Linked DNA regions of Gossypium hirsutum: region 1 is linked to region 2. The links are chromatin contacts, called in public Hi-C maps. All regions are on one chromosome and are shown on one strand. Each heading gives the region's core, a stretch centred on a gene start, on an enhancer-like site or on the middle of the called end of the contact. The rest is flanking DNA. Distances are from core to core; before and after follow the strand shown. Region 1 holds the start of LOC107928781 (mitochondrial adenine nucleotide transporter ADNT1). Region 2 holds the start of LOC107920268 (ethylene-responsive transcription factor CRF2).

Region 1 (7,151 bases), core at 1,313-3,812, 390 kb after region 2:
CTCATCTTCTGCCAATCAGGGCCATATAACAAATTCCATTTATTTCCCCATTCAGCACCAATGTTTGGCAGAGAAAACATGAATTAGTTTAAGAAAGACAATAGCATCATGGTAACTAATACAAGATCATCAACATTACAGGTACCACATGCAGACAGAAAGGGATGCACAGTCTTTGTCAATAACATCCAGTGAACTTATTTCTTATAACACAAAATTAGTTATTCAATACACAAAGTTCACTAACAGTACAGTACTTCTTTGCCTCAATAATTGCACAACAGTAAATGAAATTGAATAGTAACAATCAGCTTCAAATCTCAAGAATATTTACAAGTATAGTGCTATTATAAAGGCATACCATTTCCTGATTGCTGCCGATATAGGTATAAAATCCCCCTGTATTTAGAAAGAAGCAAAAAGGAAGAGATTAGTTCAAACTTTGTACTGTGGTAATAACTGAAGGTTAATAGTGAAGAAAGGAACTGCCAAGGCTTACTTAGAGGCTTCTTCGTAGCTGAAAAACTTCACTGCTGAGTTAGGAATGATGCGAGCACAATTAGTACCATTTCCTTTAAACATTCCCCTGAAACCCTCAGTTCTCCATATGTATTTCAAACCCTGGATTGTTCCATTGTATTTTATACTATGAGGATTCTGAACCTGCAGGCTCGGAAAGAAAATCCTGTCAATCTACAGGCTGTAAAAAAATGGAAACAGCTACTCTATAATAGAAATACTCTAGGACATATACAATGTAGTTAAAGCTCTGATTATCACCAGCAGTAACAAAATTGAGAATAGAAAATATGTTGAACTTTCACTAGGAAGAACAAGGAGGCATTGGCTATAAACTATAGCATTGCAAAAAATGAGAACTTAATGGATAAGGACCAAATGATGATGATAACATAAACTACCTGAAGTAAAATTTTTAATCTTTCTAGGGGAGCAACAGCACTACGTGACCTGAAATAGATACAACATACACTAAGTAAAGCAAGCTGGCAATGGAAATGGAAAGTCAAACATTATAATAATACAATATAGATACAAAAGTATTCCATGACCATAGCAGAAGGTGCAATCAGGTCAAATGAAAAAAAGCATCCAAAGGGCAACAGGGTAATATTTCATCCTCAGATCTTCCGTACCATTCCCACCATCTTTAGGACAACAAAAGTTGCAAGCAAAGGGTTTAGAAAATGGAATGAATATATTCTTCATTTATCAACATCAAAAGAGTCAACCATCCCTCAGGCCCTCCAGTGAACTACCAGCAAGGCCACAAAAGTAACCATCAAATTTCTCCAAGCATCAAATGGCACCATAGTCAATATCCCTGAATTTTAACGACCATGCCTCTTACTGGGAGTGGAAATATACAAACAGAGAGAAACCATATTGAAAACACCTCACAACCTATTAAAATCCTAAATGATGAAAAAGGCCTTTTTTTCCCCTGAAGAATCAACGTACGTTAATTCAGTGACAAAGTAACTGTTACTTTAAAAAACCATTTTGCATCTCCAAGAATTTCCACATCATTACCAATAAATACCAAACAGTGACCTTTACATGGTTATCATCCCTTATTCACAAATACCAAAAGAAGAAGAGACCCCAATTCAATATTTTACATAATTAGAGTATCAATAGTAAAAGATTCATAAAACAGAGAATTAAACATATTGAAGAACATTTTCATCATAAAAAAATAAAGAGTGATTAAATTTTAACCAAAAATACATATTTTCTTGGATTCAACATAATAGAGGAAAAAGAAGCATACTTCGATTTTCCAATTTCAAAGTTAACAAGTCCTGTTAAGAAAATCACTGCTTTCCAGAAAAAGTAACTGAGTTTATATAAAAAAAAAGGTTACATTATTTTTCTAAAAGCGGAAAATTATGATACTGAGTTGAACAAGCAAAAACAAGAAGGAAAAAGAAAGTTTTCAAAAAAAAAATAGATGAATTAACTTAAAGGACCAAAAAATTATCGGAGGAAACAAAAAAACACGATCAAACTAGTCGAAGATTAAAAAAAAAGAAAAGGAAAGGCAAAGAGCGGATCTTAAGAAAGAAAGGGACTTACACTCCACCGGCGACACCACCAGCAACAAGAGACTTGCAAATACTAAGCAACGCATGGCTCGGCGCCTTAACTCCTTCGCTAGCTATCTTCGCTTCTTCCGCCAGATTCACGATCGTCGAGACCGCAGACTCGCTTCTTTTCACATCCTCAGACGCCATTTTTTGGGAAATAAAATTTAAAAAAAAAGAGAGGAAAAAAGCAATTCAGACAGAGATATAACGTTGGAACCGTAACTTATCCGATCAAAATATGGCGCTGAGCAGACACCGGTGATCGGAGAAGAAGAAGAGATCCTGTTTGCAGTGATTAGGGGAATGAGTGAAAGTGAGCAAGCATTGGCTAAGTTGATAGAAAAACAAAGAAAAGGGTACTTGTAGAAAAATATATAACTGCTGGAACTTGGCGGAGATAAATGAAATTTCCATATCCAGAATACCCTCTCTTTTCACTCTACAACTAACCCTCGTTTCCTCTCAAAACAAACAAACAAAAAATATATATATATATTTTTAATTAATAAGATTAAAAAATAAATCACCAAAATTAATATGAATATGATATAAATTTGAAGTGTAATATTACAGTAAATTATAAGATTTTGTTTTGATACAAGGAATTATAAAAATATAATAATACAAACATATACACAAGTATACTTGGTTTGGAATCTTTAAAATTGTACATTAAATAACGAAAAAACTTACTTTTTCTTATAAAATAGAATTGTGAGTTACCCTTTAATTAAGAATCTTACCTTGTTTAATGATTTTTATTAATTTAAAGTTTTGGAATTTAATATAATTATAGTAAGAAAAAATGATACGTTATTGGCAATTATTTTTTCAAGATAGTATTTAATTCGAATTTACAAGTTTGCCAAAAATATAAATTCCTTTTAGTTAAGCTTTTAACGAATTTTGGTAAGAGTAAGAAGCTAAATATTTTAGGGCAGAAGTAGATTACGATTTCCTAAACTCATTCTATTCCATTAAGTAAATATTGCGTATCGCACTGCTATGTTTGGATGATTTTCCTAAATATAACCTAAATCCAAAATATCCTTTCCATTAATATCAAGTTTTAGTAATCAAATTTCAATATTTCATAAATTACAAATAAATAAATCAATTTGCGATTTGTCATTTGTCATTTGGCACTTCGCAATGTAACGTTTTAACTCGCACTTATAACAGTTTTTAATAAAATTAAATTATGATAAATGTGGATAAAATTTTAGCTAGAGTTGATTTAAAATTTTTACATATAAATTTTATATAAAAATATAAAAAGTATTTGTTATTTTTTAAATATAAAAATATTTTAATCATTTTGATTTATAATATCAAATTTTTAAATATAATATAAATTAAAGAAATTGTCATGCGCTTTATAGTTAATTTTATTTTTTTAAAACATGTAATAATTTTATCTTTTCAATTTTCGTTGATAATAGAATACTAATGCACATAAACTTTTGTTATTTTACTAATTGAGTTTATTACTTATTAGATTATATCACAAGAATTTTTTAAAATATATATATTTATAAATTTATTTCTAATTAAAAGGAAAATATATTTTTTGAGTTGAATGAGTCTTAACTCGGTTGTCATTTACATTGTTGCTATTATAGAGGACATAAGCTAAAATGTGTTTATTTTTCTATTTAAATATTAAAAAAAGTTATGAGTACTTATAAGCACTATATAAAAAGATTAATATTATTTTAGAGTATTGGTTGAATTTTTCTTTATTAAAGCCTAAGGTTCAAAATTGTATTTGTAAATTATTAAAAAAATACATAAACACCTTTGAAATAAATATTTGTTGTTTGTTAAAATGCTATTTTAGATTTTTTTTAATTGAGTTGTTATTTAGTTAATTCAAGACATAAACTTAGTGAAAAGTTTTATATAATATATTTATTTAAAACCAAATAACACTTTGGTTGAAATGGTAAAATTAAGAAAATAAATGTTATGGGTGTCTCATGTTTAAATATCATTAGAAGTTCACATAAAAAAAATATAAAAATGCTCTCAAATTAATATGAGTTGTTTTATCAAAATTATAACATTCTGATAATTTAATAACTGAGTTGGGACTCGATTATGGGTGACACTAACTTAGCCAAAAATATTTATTTTATAATATTATTTAAGCCCTTGATTTAGGTTGTGAAATTACAAAAATGCCTTCTCTTATTTAAAGTAAGTTATATTATTTGACGGTGTTTAAGTTTTTTAATTAAAAAACAATAAAAAAATATGCTTATGTTGGGATTTGAATTCATGCCAATTGTATTAAATTTTATTTTTATTTTTTATACAGTTTAATTTTATTATGCATACTTTATTACCTCCAATTGCATATATTGATAATGTTATTGATTGAGCTGGTATCATAAATCAATTTGACACTAACTCGAGATTGATGATAATATAATGATAAATAATTGTACTACATTTAGAATTCTTAATATGATGTATTACGTGTTTAAATTTCATTTTACTTATAATTTAATATATTATTTATTTTAATATTACATATATTTCATGTGTTATTATTAATTAATTTCAAATTTTATTTTTATTATTTATTGTATGTTATTTTTAGACACTTTTCTATATTTTTAGTATATAATTTTCATATGGGTATGTGTGATAGCCATATATATAACAAGTATAGAAGTGTAAATAGATGATAGAAATTATTCATATCATATTTTTGCTTTCGCCCTCTCTTTATAAGCAAAAGCTGTGGCTAGTTTGATGGAAGGGGTGAGGTCCACAAATTTTGATGATAGTGAATTTCGAGCACATAGTTAAAGGCTAAGGCAGAACCTGAAGAACATCATAGTGATGAGTATAGAGTAAAGAGAAAGGGAGAATTTCATGGATGTTAAATAAAGAGTAGGTTAGGATAGTGCCATTTTCATCCACATATATATATATTTTTTGGGGGGGGGGGGGTGGGGGCGGTCCTTGCTTAAAAATTCAACTGTACCACCCTCTTTTTAGATTCTTGTGCGTTGTGGATGTAGTTATGACAACGATTTTTCAAATTTTTCTACATTTAATATTTTCATATTTAAATTAATAATTATTTACTACATTCGTAATTAATTTTTTAAGGGTTGACTTTACCAATTATATTTTTTTGTTTTATTTTAGTTATTTAAATATTATTTGTTAGTTTAATAATTAAATTTTTTAAAATTAAATATTTTAATCACTCTCTCATTAGTTATCACTAAATGAGTGATAGAAGTTGATATTGACTTTTTTTATTGGTCCAATAACAAATTTAATCTCTACTGTTTATCAAATCAATCAATTTGATCTTAAATATAAAAAATCTAACAATTTTAACCTTTAATCAAGCAATTTGAAGTCATTTTCATCTTTTATGGTGCAAGGAGAACCGCCACCTTGAGTATTGGATTGTGGAAGTGTAACAAGAAACAAAAGATTCTTGAGGCACCATGGACGGATAAGTTGCATGTTAAGAAATTACTAAGTGAGTTGGCTAATTCCATACCCGCATTGCAAGAAGAAATGGAACCTATGTACCAAAATAACCAGAACATACTTTGGGTTTTTTGCATAAAAGCCCCAAAATCCTGAATTCACCCCAAAAAAACCTATGCACCAAAATAACTAAAATCCCTCAAACCAAAAATTCATTATTACCTCCACAACTATCACCTTTGGTCACCATCAGCCAACCACCATTTTTGTTGTTTTCATTAGCAAACTGTTGGACATCGCTGTTACACTTCCCACCCAATTAAGTGTCAACATCTGATGCTCTCGGTTGTCTTGCAGCAAGCCCATGCGACATGCATGTACTGTTGTTCCTGTGATGCCGACTATTGAGCATGATGCCTAGCCCATATGTGGTATAGGCCGCTTGATCATCTCTTAGCTAGTGCATGATGCCTCGGCCATGCGATTGGTTCTGCTAAGTGTTGAAACTGACAAGGGCACGATGTACTCGCCTATACACCCAATCGTGTGATCGACTAGGCGTGATGCTCGACAATCGCCACTAGTTGTACACGGCTACTAGGGCGTAAAGCTCCGACAACTCCTACGCACTGTGCATTTGGCTAAAGTGCAACACCATGGCATTTTGTGCTATTCCTGTAGGTCCGACAGTGCTCTAAGCAATTCCGCCCACACTATCACATGTTGGTTAGCCATCCATGGCGGTTTGTGGTTCATTCATTTTTCGCTCAGTTTAGCTTATGGGCCCGTCTCGCTTTTTTGGGTTTTGCCAAAAAGTTTAAGGTACTGAAATTCCTAGTTCGTTTCCAATTTATATGATTTTTCTAATTTTACACAAAAAACCATATGTGGAGATGAAAGTCTACTAATTACAAACATAAAAATTAGTAAACTTAAAATACAACTGATCTAAAATTTAGGAACCACAACTTTTGGCAAAATTACTTTATAATAAAATAAAATAATTATAATCCATACATTCATATATACAAATCATAAACATGCTCACAAACGCAAAAATAACACTTCTCATCAATTTACTCAAACAAATGAGCGAGAGAAGTAATTTGGTAAACAGGTAGACATTATACACATACCACAACCTAGCTCTAATACTAGTTATTAAAAGAATTTGATTTAGAAATAGTTTCTTGCACTACAGAAAACTAATTTTTTTTATAGAACTTGAGTGGTTGTGTTATTTACAGCAATAAACCCTTTAACCATATTTGTACATGTGTTTAGGAATAGGTGATCGTGCCTTGGTGTACAGACGCCGAGCAAAGAACTAGCACAAAATATCATAAATTAAAGTGGCTTGAGTGCAAGTGTGATAGGTCAATCATAATATTTTTAAGTGTTACAATAGAACATTTTGAGTATTCCAAGGATCGAACCCAAGAGAGATTGGATGATAAGGTGACTAATAATGACAATGCATGCAACTAGGAAGTCTAGCTAGGTAATCACTCAATATCATATGGAAAATCATCATCAAAGAATAATTACACTAAACTACATCTAGGAGGGCTAAATTGAACAACA
Region 2 (7,207 bases), core at 2,439-4,938:
TTCCTTTACAATTTAATCCCTTAATCAATTCTAACTTGAAATTCATTCAATTAAATCCCTATTTCAATGATTTGTTCAACATAACCCATGTCTAAAAATCATCTAACTTTCAAAATTTCCACTTACATCAAGTAATATTTGTCTTTAGGACTCCAAAAACATCAAAATTGCAAGAAAAGGACTAAATTGACTTACCAAATTAAACTTTAAGCTTCAAAACCCTAATTTTCCCTTTTTCTTTTTCTCCTTTCTTTTTCTTCCGTATTTCATTCCACCTTCTCTGTTCTCTTTCTTTTGTTTCTTTATTTTATTCTTTTATTTCTTTTATGTTTTAATTAATTAATAGTTAATATAATATATTATAATTAATAAATATCTTATACTTAAAGTATAAGTTAATATATATAAATACAATTATTACAAATGTATAAATTTTATACTACACATTTGTCCCCATATGGTTTATTTACTAATTTAGTCCTTTGACTTTTCTCTATTCCACAATTCAACTTTTACCATTTATTTAATCTAGTCTTTTCACTAAATTAGTCTTAATTCAAGCTAATTTACTTAGCCAAAATCTAATTAACTATACTCCTAACTTCGTAAATATTTCTAATAAATATTTATGAATTCATTTTACGGAAATTAATAACCCAAAAGTACATTTTTCTGATACTCTTAAACTTTGGGTTGTTACAAATCAAAATATATTTTCTCAAAATTTTCCCTCACTCATGATTTTCAAAAGAATGGTAATATAAATGCTTAGCAAATATATTCAAATAGTCATTTGAAAAACTAGTATTCAAGATTGAATACGTAGAATATGAGAAATATGTGATGTTTTCATGAGGGGGAGTAAATACGCGTTGCTCTCTTTTTCCCTTAACCAAGGTTTTATCCCATTGAGTTTTTCTTGGTAAGATTTTTAATGAGATAACATATTATGTGTATTATAGATTGTGTACTATTTTTCCTTTATTAGGGTTTTATCCCACAGGGTTTTTCTTAATAAGGTTTTAATGAGACACATTATTTACCAATGGACATCCAATGGGGAGTGTTATGAATATCTTATTAAGTGGATGTCCATGTCCATCATGATCAAGATAAAGTTTTAATATACTTTAAATTCTAATAGTTATTAGAATTAGATATCTACTTCTTTTATACTTCTTATACCTATAAATAGAGACTTTAATGAAGCATTGTAATCATCCCTTTGATCAATAAAATATATTCGTTATTGCTTTCATATTTTCTTTATTCTCTTCATCTCTATTTTATAACAGTTTTCAAGTTTTTTATTTTTAATTAATAACTATTTTATTTATAAAATCAAATAATAAATATTTAATTATTTTTTAAAAACATCAACTAATTCTTTAGATATATTCTTCTTTATATATAATATTTATATGTAAAATATTTCTTTTCTCCACCTATATTGTGAGGGTATAGTGATTTCTAATATTATAATATCAAATAATATTTCAAATATCATTGTTTTTCATCTACATTGTGAGTATGATATTTCAAATTTTTTTATATGTGCAATATTTCAAATACACATACAAAAATATATAATATGTCAATTTACTACTCTCATTATGTGGATTGAAAAATAAATATTACACATATAAAAAATATATTTACTAAAAACTAATTATATTTGCAATAAATTTTTTTGATGATTTACAATAACAGAGCAAAGCCTGAATAACCAATGCAACAAATATGACTTGAACTCAAACCACACTTGAGGTGATAAACATCCTTGATCATCAGGCCATCAAATGGGATTCAATATTTGCAATAATTATTTTATTTTATAAATAAAATAATTATTAATTAAAAATATGAATTAAAAATAAAAACTTAAAAACAATATATTTATTAATTATAAACACTAATTAAAAAAAAGCTTGAAACAACATTAAAAAATACATATTAAAATGTTTATAAGAAGAATTGAACTTAGGCCTCAAAGATAAGATTAAAATTATCTAGCCATCTAATTAAAGGAGTTAATGTGTTAAAAATATTAATTAAAAAAACTTTAAACAACATGAAATAAAAACTACAAAGTGTTAGCAGGAGAGGAATTGAACCCAAGACTTAAGTTAAAAATACTAACACTTAACCACTTAACAAAAAACTTAATTTGTCAATTTTTGGTGAAAGAATGTTTTGTAAAACGCGTTTTTATTGACACGACAATGAAAACACACTTTATAAAACACGCTTTTCCTTTTTTTTTTTTTAAAATAGCGTAGATCGATAAATTTCGAAAGTTTCAGCATACTTTCTCAAATTATTTTCTTTTCGGCATATATATATTAGCGTATAGAAACTCATCTAAATTTCTCATTCAAATAAAGAGAAAAGAACACGAGAAAACAACGTTCAAATAAGTAACTGTCCCTAACAAATTGAGAAACTCAGTAAATTCCTGTCTTTATTTACCTTAAATTCTCCTAACCGATAAAAAGAAGAAAAAGGAAAATGTGATTCATCATCGCGTGATCTAATTAAAAAGTTGTACGTTAAATCTATACCGTAAAAACACCAAATATTGTTGTTATTTTTTAGGGTTTAATTATATCTAAGACTATTAAATTATTTGTAAGTTTACTTTTGATCACTCAATTTTAAAAAGTTACAAAATAGTCATTAAACTATTCAAAAAAATTCATTTATGTCACTTAACTATTCAAAAAATTTTATTTAAGTTATTGAGCTTTAATCCTTTTTAAAGTCCGGCTAGCAAGCTACAAGTGGCGATTTGACAATCGGTATGATAAATTAGTACCCATCAAAGAGTAGAAAAATATATGCTAGATCTAAGTAGATTTGACAGTTAGGGTCATAGATCAAGGAATAATATTGTTTGGATTTTATTCACAGATTCGTAATGTTTAAAATTGTTCCATAAAAAAAATAAACTGTGAAAGAGAAGGAAAATGAGAGATTTCGATTGATGCAGGTAATGCAAACATAAAATGCTATATGGCAACGATTTTAATAGTCCAATTACTTAAATGAAAACTTTTACATAGTTCAATAACCATTTTATAATTTTTTAAAATTGAGTAACCAAAACATAAACTTATTAATAGTTTAATTAGCTTAGTCAAATTTATCCTATTAAATGATACGTTGCTAATTAGATAAATTGACCCTATGTTTCATCTGACGGCTAATATTTACTGTCGGCAGAACAAGTTGTTGGAGCCAATCAAAACTCGGGGCTACTCAAAGAAATAATAATAAATACTAGACACGTTTCAACCTCACACTGTGCTTGAATACATTCGAAAAAATACCCTCCCTACACACCACAGCGTGGTCATTAAATAAAAAGGTTAAAAAAATAGCACCACGTTAGTCTCAGTTGTAGTAAAATTTACCAGCTGTATAACTGCTTGGTCTGCAGCAGCTGTAATCTAACCAACTCTGGCAGTCATAAAATGACGAAAATGCCTATACAAGGTAAAAAAACGGAAGATTAACTAAGGAATTATGGAGGCAATTAAAGGTAGGAGTGGGTGTTAATCATTAACTACCGGTTCTAATTTTAGTCAAAGGGAGAGGAGTGGACTGACCCGAGTGTCTGGTGTCACGTGACCTGAATCTCTGATTTCAAGATTAAATCTTTTTTGGACAACACCTAGACACCTAGTCAGCATTCCCCCCGGTTCACCCTCCCGTTGGATCTTTCTGTTTTCAGCCGGAATCTCATTATCGCCGATATGTCCCCGCCCTTTCTCTAACAACTTTTTTAAAAAAATGAATAAATAAATAAAAATATATGGCATTTTAACCTTGAGCAAATTACGGCTGGTCCTATAAAATAGCTCAACTTTCGGTATATGCCTCAAATCTCTGCTTCATTTTTTCTGTCTTTTTACTCTCTTATCTATCAAAAGAGCTATTCTTCACTCCTCTTTGCGTTCTTTTCCCTTTTCCTTTTTCTTTTCCGTTTCCCTTTCTTTCTTTTAAGAATTTTCTTTTTCTTTATGTTTCCTGGAGAAAGTACTGTATATCATCAGAAAGCAATTTGTGTTCTTAGTTTCTTTTAGGGTTTGGTTTTGAAAGTTACCCAAAATAGCAAGTCTGTGCTCTGTCAAGTGACTAAGAAAAGGCACTGTCTAGTGGTTTTTTTTTGCTCGCGGCATCTTCCCTTTTTCTTTTATCCTCTGCAACTTTTACCTACAGTTTTCTTTCTTTTCTTCTTTTTCTTCGCTCCGTTCTCCCACTACTGGTTTTTGCCATCGGGGTGCTTTCCGTACTGCTTGTTTAAGCGCACTATCGTTTTTTTGGGGATAACTTTCCTTGAAATTTCTCGTGCTCTTAAGTACTTTTTGAGTAAAACTTTTAACAGATTAATGGTGGGCTTCTCTTCATTTCCAGCTTCTCATTAACGTGTTCATTGTTCAGCTTTCCTTTTTAGCCCTTTATTCTCCTGGTGTCAAGTCTCAAAGGAATCCCTTCTTTTCCCTCCGCTTTTATTTGACTCCCCTTCCCACTCTCTCTCAATGAGACCAAGTAATAGAAGTTGAAAACCTGCATATACAAAGGCAAAATCGAAAAAAAAAGAATGGATCATTGTTCTGTTTCTTCAATCAAATACACAGAACATCGCAATCAAACCAAGCTCCTTTCACCACTGTTAAATGTCAAAGTCGAAAACCAACCAGAAATGAAGCCTCGAATTGTTCGGATATCAGTTACTGATGCTGACGCTACTGATTCCTCCAGCGACGAAGACGAAGAACAAACAACCCGAAGAGTCAAGAAATTCGTGAACGAGATAACTATCGGTTCATCATCATGTCCTGCCCAGAACGACGCTGCTTTCAGAAGTAAATCGTCGACTTTGTCCAGGAATTCTAGAAAAAGGCCGGCGGCTGTTGCTGTAGCAAAAGCGTCCTCGGCTAAGGTATTACCAGCCGGGAAGAAATTCAGAGGAGTAAGGCAACGGCCTTGGGGAAAATGGGCGGCTGAGATCAGGGACCCGCTAAGGCGTGTACGTTTATGGTTGGGTACCTATGACACCGCCGAAGAAGCAGCAATGGTGTACGACAACGCGGCTATTCAGCTGCGTGGTCCCGACGCGCTCACTAACTTTACCACTCCCCAGCAAAAATCACTGCAAGACAAAAACAGCCAAAAGCCGTTATCCAGCTCAGAGTACAACTCCATGGAAGAATCCCACACCACCACCACCAATCTTTGCTCCCCAACCTCCATTCTTCGTTGTCCTTCGCTTTCGACCGACGAAGTCGATTCGTCGCAAAGCGTCAAAGAATCTCGAGAAATCGAGAGCGAACCTCGGGAGGATTCTTGCTGCATATCCAGAGAACACGTGTCGGATTTCTCCAGCAACCCATTCTCTATTCCAAGTGACATATTTAGTTCAGTACCGGATTTGTTCGACGACGATACGAGTTTTTTGAAAGATGATTTAGATAATGGATTTTTTAGTTCGTGTGAGGATTTCGAGTTCGAATTTGGTGGAGGTTTCTCCAGTTGGCAACATGTCGATGATCACTTCCAAGATATCGGGGATTTGTTCGGGGCAGATCCTCTTTTAGCCATTTGAGGGAGTGGTCCTTCCTTTTTCTCGTGTAATGCCAGTTTTACGGCAAGTTTTGCATCGGCGGGAACTGAAAATATCGGCAATTTTTTTCTTCTTTTTGTTTAATTAATATTGTTAATGAGTGAAGTTAAGAATATTAAACATCTCCGTCACAGTAACGGTGACGGACGAGTTTGGGTACGTGTTTTATGCTGGATCATGCTTATATGTTTGTTTTCGTGAAGGCACGTGATAAGAACATTTCAAAAGGCTAAGTTGTTTTATTTTATATTTTTTTCTTAATAACATGGTAAAAGGTTTTTTACCCTACTTTAGATTCTTATTATCTGCAGTGCACACGTGGTGTCAAACTACATAAATATATTAGATTGTACAAATTTTGATAGTGTGTTAAAAAATAAAAACGATTAGAAACATATTAGATTTCTTTTGATAATTTAATTATTACATTATAACTTGTCCTATAATAATAATTTATTCTAAATCTGATTTAAATATGTGCATGGAATGTGGTGGATTCATGAATTACAAAGTAAGTTCCATATATACATATATAATTTTGTCCTACTGAATTGTTGACCTTGGTGTACCACTAGGTAGACAGTACAAGCACCTTTCAAAGATGTTCAAGTAATGGGCTATGAGCTAACCATGTTTTTTTTTTTATATTCATTGTCTAAACATTTTTTCTTTTCCTAATTCTAGTGTTCCCTGTTGGTTTAGGGTCTGAACCTTAAAACTCTATCATTCACCAAGTCGAATGCATCGGACCCAATGGGCTTCAAATTTTTTTGAGTTGTAGTATGTCTCAATATCGGACTACATAGTTTTACTTGTAAGCAAGTATACAAAATGTTACTTAATTATTATTTTTCATTCCATTTTATAGCTATAGCGATATAAATCATATAGTGTGACTTCAATTTCATCTCCTACACTAGAATTTGACCGCTTTGAGACATGAAGGTGGAACAAATAGGGGACGAATTTACACACAGTAGAGGCGGAAAGAAAGATGGGCGGTTTAAGTATTACAGTTTGAGACTTTGATAGAAAATGATGAGAGAGACCCCCTTCGCCATATGGCATTTCAAGATCTGGGTCCCTTTCTCCTAGTGTTTTGTCTGTGGGTGAAATTTAGCAAATCAAAGTTGATCATCATTTTTTGGGCAAAAACTGGGCATCATTACTCAACACTTGATCATCATGTGGGCTTTTAATCAAACACACACACTCACCCCATAATCCAACACATTGAGCCTTGAAACAGTTTTCAATGCTTTGACTGATGAAATGTATCATCAAATTGTGGTCCAACCATAAAATGGAGCAGTACAAACAAATGTCATAAGATTTTGGCATTGTTAGCTCTCATGAAAAGAGCTGAATTTTTTTATTAAATAAAAATTGTCATTATTCTAAAATAGTTACACTACACTCCCTAACATGACAAAATATGCTCTTCTATAAACCCCAGGCCACAATGTCTGTTTCTTTGTTGATGTAATGTTTTGTTTCTGGGTTTTCTAGTCTCATTGCCTCCCAATGTCTAGAACTTGGAACAGGTTTTTTTTTTTTTAACTCAAGCAAGCAGTTGGGATT

Evidence for each region. Hi-C and Micro-C count contacts between places; a contact is called where the count stands out from the background.
Region 1: a Hi-C map of leaf shows a contact between it and region 2, with 1.8 times the contacts expected there. The contact joins the promoter of LOC107928781 here to the promoter of LOC107920268 in region 2. A contact is called at or near these places in 3 of 34 Hi-C or Micro-C datasets (leaf and petal).

The regions. Positions count from the first base shown.
Region 1 is chrA08:75,574,542-75,581,692 of Gossypium_hirsutum_v2.1, forward strand. LOC107928781 (mitochondrial adenine nucleotide transporter ADNT1) reads right to left here and starts at 2,563. Exons shown (of 9, transcript XM_016860046.2): 1 at 2,098-2,563; 2 at 921-969; 3 at 500-663; 4 at 362-399. The coding sequence starts at 2,255.
Region 2 is chrA08:75,179,162-75,186,368 of Gossypium_hirsutum_v2.1, forward strand. LOC107920268 (ethylene-responsive transcription factor CRF2) reads left to right here and starts at 3,689. Exons shown (of 1, transcript XM_016849921.2): 1 at 3,689-5,914. The coding sequence starts at 4,604. The coding sequence ends at 5,608.